Linked DNA regions of Gasterosteus aculeatus: region 1 is linked to region 2. Evidence: chromatin contacts called from public Hi-C data. All regions are on one chromosome and are shown on one strand. The core of a region is the stretch at or near the end of the contact, and the rest is flanking DNA. Distances in the headings are between cores, read along the strand shown. Region 1 has its middle 12 kb from the start of jarid2b. Region 2 overlaps jarid2b (jumonji and AT-rich interaction domain containing 2b).

Region 1 (2,700 bases), core at 190-2,689, 81 kb before region 2:
CAGAGCACGGCGGCCACGCAACAATGGCAAAAATCTGTCCGCTGCCAAAGGAAACGTTTTATGCCTAAATTGGTGGCCGATGACACATATTCGAGGACCGGCAGCGGTTTGAACTTCAAAGGGATCGGGTTTCCTCACCAGTTTATTTCCAGTTCCTCTCCGCAATGAGTTTTTACTGGCGTTGGCTTGGCTCGGGGAGAAAGGAGAGGAGAGGGAGATCTCACACACGGGGACGGGCAGATGCACGCAGGCTTGCTCTCGCACACACCCGAAAACACACGCACGCACACACACACACACACACACACATAGACACACACTGGGACGTGCAAGAGCTCAGAGTGTGTGCACTTCAAACAAATGGGACTTCATCAGTGTACATCAGTAATGGTTTCAGGCTGCCCCAACAGCCCTAATCATTTCCAGAGGGAGACATAGACCGAGAGACAAGGGTTTTCATTTTCACTGCCGCAGCCTCAGTTGCAAGTGTACCTTGGGCAAAGCAAACAGTAAAGCATGTCAAATCGTAGGATGAATCCCAGAAGAGACACGTGAAGGACTCTGTGAAGAGAATGCAAAGAGCCGCGCTTATGTCGAGGATATGCAACCTTCACATTCTACATGCAGTGATAAGACTGTTTCCTCGGCATGTTCTCACCACAGGATGCAGAGTATAAACATGATCCACGGTGACTACAATGCAGGCCCATTGTAAGTCACGCAGAGATCAGGAGAGGCCCCGTTCAACAAACTGCAAAGGACCTTATTGGTGCAGATGGCAGGTTGGCTTTGAATGGTGATCATTTATATCTGAGGACAACCGGTGCTCTTCTTTATGTCCAAAACAAACATGGTGTTTGTGGTTCCTAGGAGAGTTAATGTAGTGTGAATATCCAGTGCATAATCTCTGTATTTGGAATCAACTGAAGCTGAAGTCATCAGCCGGGTCAATGTGGGCCGCCACAAAGGGAGAGATAATGCGCGAGCACCTGTGGGAAATTCTTTTGTGGGGAACGCAGTGTGTTTTCAATTTGAGGGGAGAAAAAAAAGGAGTGGGAAGTCTCACTGCCTCACTGTCCGACCGCTGGAAAGAAGAGAGAAAGAGAGTCACTGACAACCGGGGGGTTTGAGCAGCTCCAGGATCAGCGGATTGAACCACTTCACAAAGTGACCACAGTGTAGGCAAGAAAAACAAAAAGAACTTCCTGACCGAGGGAGAGGCAGAACGAAGAAGAAAAAAAAAGGTTCCTCGCGGATAACGAGGACAAACGGATTGATTGTTTGTTAGACGCAAACGGACAGATTTTACAGAGAAAACGACCATGTGTGGTGACAGTTGGTCCTGTCATGTGACGGCCCTTTGGCAGACAAAGTGGGATCTGGGCGTGTTGGTTGGCTGGTTGTCTCTGCTAGGTCATGCCTGATTGGACGGTGGTCAACGGCACGTCCACCCCCCTCCGTGGGGAAGCTAATCTCTAGGTAGCAGGTCCGTATAATAGAGGACTGTGTGTGTGTGTGTGTGTGTGTGTGTGTGTGTGTGTGTGTGTGTGATGGGAACAGCCATCTACACTTAGTAACAGTGCCAGTTCACGGCTGCAGTGGAAACTTCCATATCTGCACACACAGACAAATACAGTATCATCTACACTCCCCACCTTTCCTGTTGTTCAACACAATCTCTTCCTCTTCTCTCACACACACACACACACACACACACGCACGCACACACACACACACACGCACGCACACACAACGGCGGTAAAAAGACCCTGTGTGGGAAAGAATCTGTTACATAGATTGCCTGTGATCATTTGGGTCTTTTTTTCTCAATGACCTTACGCCGCAAATATCTGACAAACGACGCGCTTCCACGACACTAATGCTAATGCAGTTTACGAGCCATTACCGGCCCTGACATCCGCGGGCTGCTCCAGCTGACACAATTTGTGGTCACAGCTTCGTTGCCTCAACAGTCAAAACACAAAACAGTTTCTGACAGCGAATTATTACTTTCCCTGGAATGCGGAAACCGTCTCCGCAGCCGGTGCAAAGCGACGGGTCCGCAACAGAAGTAGGACTCATATGGCCCCGTGACATCAGCCATCTTGGCAGAGGGGAAAAAAGTGGTTGCGATCAAACAATGAGTGCAGCCAGTGAGCCGAGGGGATATTCCATCCTGGTAGTAAACCAGCACAATGTATCCAAAGAACTGCGGCTCAGCTGTCGTGTCTCATCTTGTTCCTCTTGTTCTTTATTTAAAGTTTAATTGTGGTCGAATTATCTGTTCTCTTTTATTCATTCGTTCCTTTCAGGAACCCCTTTATTTCATAAATAGCTGAAGGTCAACATCAACTTGTTTGCCTGTTTTGAGACTTTTTTCCTAACAAATACAGTCACTCCAAATGTATGTTACTATTTCCTTTGTCGATTAGGATTCACCTTTACCCTGAATACTATCACAGGACAGCATGACTATTAAAACATCATAAGTGCCTGATGAGGATCTGACCATCTATTATACTTCATTTAAAGACAAAACGTGCTGTAAACATTCTCTCTTCAAAGACATTAGACTCCGGCGAGACAACGTTCCTCGTTGCTGATCGTCGTGTAACTCAATTTATTCAAACTCAACAGAAACAAAATGAAACTCATTAAAAACATATTTGTTTGTCTTCCCACTGTTCAAACAATCGCCAA
Region 2 (2,708 bases), core at 191-2,690:
CCTCCTCCTCCTCCTGCCACTCGACGCCCCGCAAGGGAAAGCTCCCCGCCAGGCAGCCGCTCAACGGGCACGGTGAGCGCCGGAATAGAGCTCGCAATTAGCCGCGCGTACGGGCGGCTCCTTGACTAACGTAATCACAGGGCATTATGGGAAATGCGTGCATTCATGAAGGGGAGCAGCTTCCCTTCAATCCCGTCTTTGCTTCCTTATCTGAGGAGAAGGAGGAGTTGACAAGGGGGGGTAAACGGAGAAAGAAAGAGCCCTCTGAGGGAGATGGATGAGGAGGGAGGTGAGGGGAGAGGACAGAGTAGAGTGAAGGATGATGCACCGGCGGAATAACTAAAGATAAATGGAGGGATGCATTTCTAGGAGGGAGGATTTGATGGAGAGGAGCAACACAGGATGAGTCACGAGACAGACAGACAGACAGCGGACAGACAGACAGACAGCGGACAGAGGTGCTGCTTCCTGTGTGCGCGTGACTGTAATTTCCTAAGTTTGCGCTCGTGTTTTTCCACGTCCAGAGACCCGGGTGAGTCACGTAGCATAGCATAGCTGCACATCAACTCCTTCCACCCCAATTAATACTGAGCTCTCTAAGCCCTAACAAGGTGTTTATGCACTCACTGCGACAGCTGTCCGGGGCCCTCGGCACACACGCACACACCCCTTGTGGGGCGCGTGGACATTTTGGATGAGTAAACGTATACACACAGTTGTGGACTTCATGTAGCATGCATGCATTTGATCCCCATAACACGAGTTTCAATCCTAATCCCATAATTATTGATTTTGTATTGCAGAAAACGTAGGCTTGATTTAAATAATCAGGCCATTTGGTTTTCAAGGCTCGGTCACGGGAAATATTTCTGCGTATTAGGTCGAATTTACCATCATCATATTGCTACTACAGTTTTTATTTTTATACAAAGGACTATTTTAACCTGCAGGCCCTCCTTCTGGCCAGGGGTCCCCCCCCGACAAAACAAGGGCTGGATTTTATGCTTCCTCCCGGATGCTCTCCCTCCCTTCTTAGTCTGTGGAATCGCCCCAGGAAAGGTTCAAAAGGTGAACGCTTTGCTCAGCTCTCTCCTCCGTCATCCTCTGGAGTGGAATGTGGAGGAGGAGAGAGAGGCTGGCAGGGCTCGGAGAGAACCAGGGAGACGGCTCCATGGATTTGCTCGGAATGAACTCTTGGAGAACTGCGCACCACCTTTTTGTGTAGTTCACAGAAAAGTGTCTCCCGTCCAAAACGAGCACAGATGCATGTACTTCTTCTGTCTTTCATGAACATCTGTAGCTGCAGCTTGAATGCTAACCTGCACGCATCCGTATCAGGAAAGTGGAACCTGTTTGAACAAATGCAGGCTTGTTGTGTGCATGAGCACAGCTTAGTCTCCGTTCTTATCTCGTACACCAACACTGTTTGCAAAGCAGCGCGGCGGCGTCACTGTGATATGCTAAATAAATAGATAAGAGGGAAACCAGCAGAACAATATAGATGAAGGGGTTAAGGCCCCTGAAACAGACGTTTACACACATAAGTGTGTGTGCGCACAGTCAAGACGGGGTCGTTGCTCCAGTGTCGAGTTAGTATTTGTGCCGTGTTTCGTATCAGGAGATGGACACACACTCAGTGCATTTTGTGGCTTTAGTAATTGTGTCAAACGGGACACTGAGCAGGAGCAGCGTCATATGAGCGAGGGAGCGAGCAGTTGGCGAATAGTGGAGTAGTAATAGTGGAGTTTATTCTGGGAGGTAGAGCGAGACAGGAAAGGCCCCACATCGTAAGCCATTCATCAGCGAGCCGTCTCCCCCATTCTCTCTCCCGCTCGGCCATGTGCCATGTTGACATAGCTAAATTAAACAGCCTTTATTGGGCTCCGTTTCTTGCTTAGCTCACTTCTCAAAATGTCAGGATGTCTCTCATTTTTCAGAGAGCCGGGGGGGGGGGGGGGGGGGGGGGGAGTATAGCGCATACACACAACCTCTGTCGACGAGAAACGTGCACACACACACACACACGTCGCGGCATTGCGCTCGTGCTGTAAATGCTCCGTGTGTTTGCGCCTCGGCCCCTTTTCATCGCGCCCGTTGGTAGTAAGGCGCCGCGAAACTTTAAATTGAGCCTCATTAAAGCCGAAGAGGGAGCCATTGAGTGTGTGTTAATTAGCTTGCTCCCGTTCTACCTGCTTAACGTCGTCCCGGGGGACGGCTGCAGTCTAGGTCCACTTTGACGTGTAGTACAGAGAGGTTTTCATACACGGCTTAAATCATGCATATTTTGCTGATCGGGCACTATGAGTTAGCCAAAATCCTGTCACTCCCATGTTAGGGGGGGGCTTTTCCACTGGGTCGCTGTGGTTTGGGGCAGGGAGTTTATATGCATACTACAGGGGGGGGTATTGAGACTCATGTGCACATACTGGTACATGTAGACGGTAGCCTGGAAAAACATACTATATGTCCAAGTGTATTTATGCCTCGATACGTTATAGGAATTTTCCCACTTTTTAAAGTGTTTTTTTTATTCCTTATTTATTTACTTTGAACCTTTGTACATTAATAATTAGAAACTAGGTGGCAGAAAAATCTGTGTATCCATGGTCCATAGATTCCTAAATCTCTACAGTCAAACATGCAATGCTTCTACGCAAGGTGTCCAAAAAAAGAGAAGAGAAATCCCAAATCTAAGAAGATCGTCAAAT

The links. A called contact is a pair of places that touch in the nucleus more often than the background predicts.
Region 1: a contact with region 2 is called in a Hi-C map of liver, with 1.7 times the contacts expected there. The contact joins two enhancer-like sites. A contact is called at or near these places in 2 of 6 Hi-C or Micro-C datasets (liver and skeletal muscle).

Annotation. Positions count from the first base shown.
Region 1 is chr10:7,388,975-7,391,674 of fGasAcu3.hap1.1, reverse strand. No RefSeq gene overlaps it. Among protein-coding and RNA genes, the nearest start is that of jarid2b, 12 kb to the right of the region's middle. Within about 2 kb of position 1,439, at least 7 of the 9 cell types and tissues checked have open chromatin away from gene starts, as enhancers often do. A contact at or near this core is called in liver, where this site is marked.
Region 2 is chr10:7,307,538-7,310,245 of fGasAcu3.hap1.1, reverse strand. jarid2b (jumonji and AT-rich interaction domain containing 2b) reads left to right here. Exons shown (of 19, transcript XM_078081402.1): 6 at 1-72. Among protein-coding and RNA genes, the nearest start is that of LOC120826105, 25 kb to the left of the region's middle. Within about 2 kb of position 1,440, at least 2 of the 9 cell types and tissues checked have open chromatin away from gene starts, as enhancers often do. A contact at or near this core is called in liver, where this site is marked.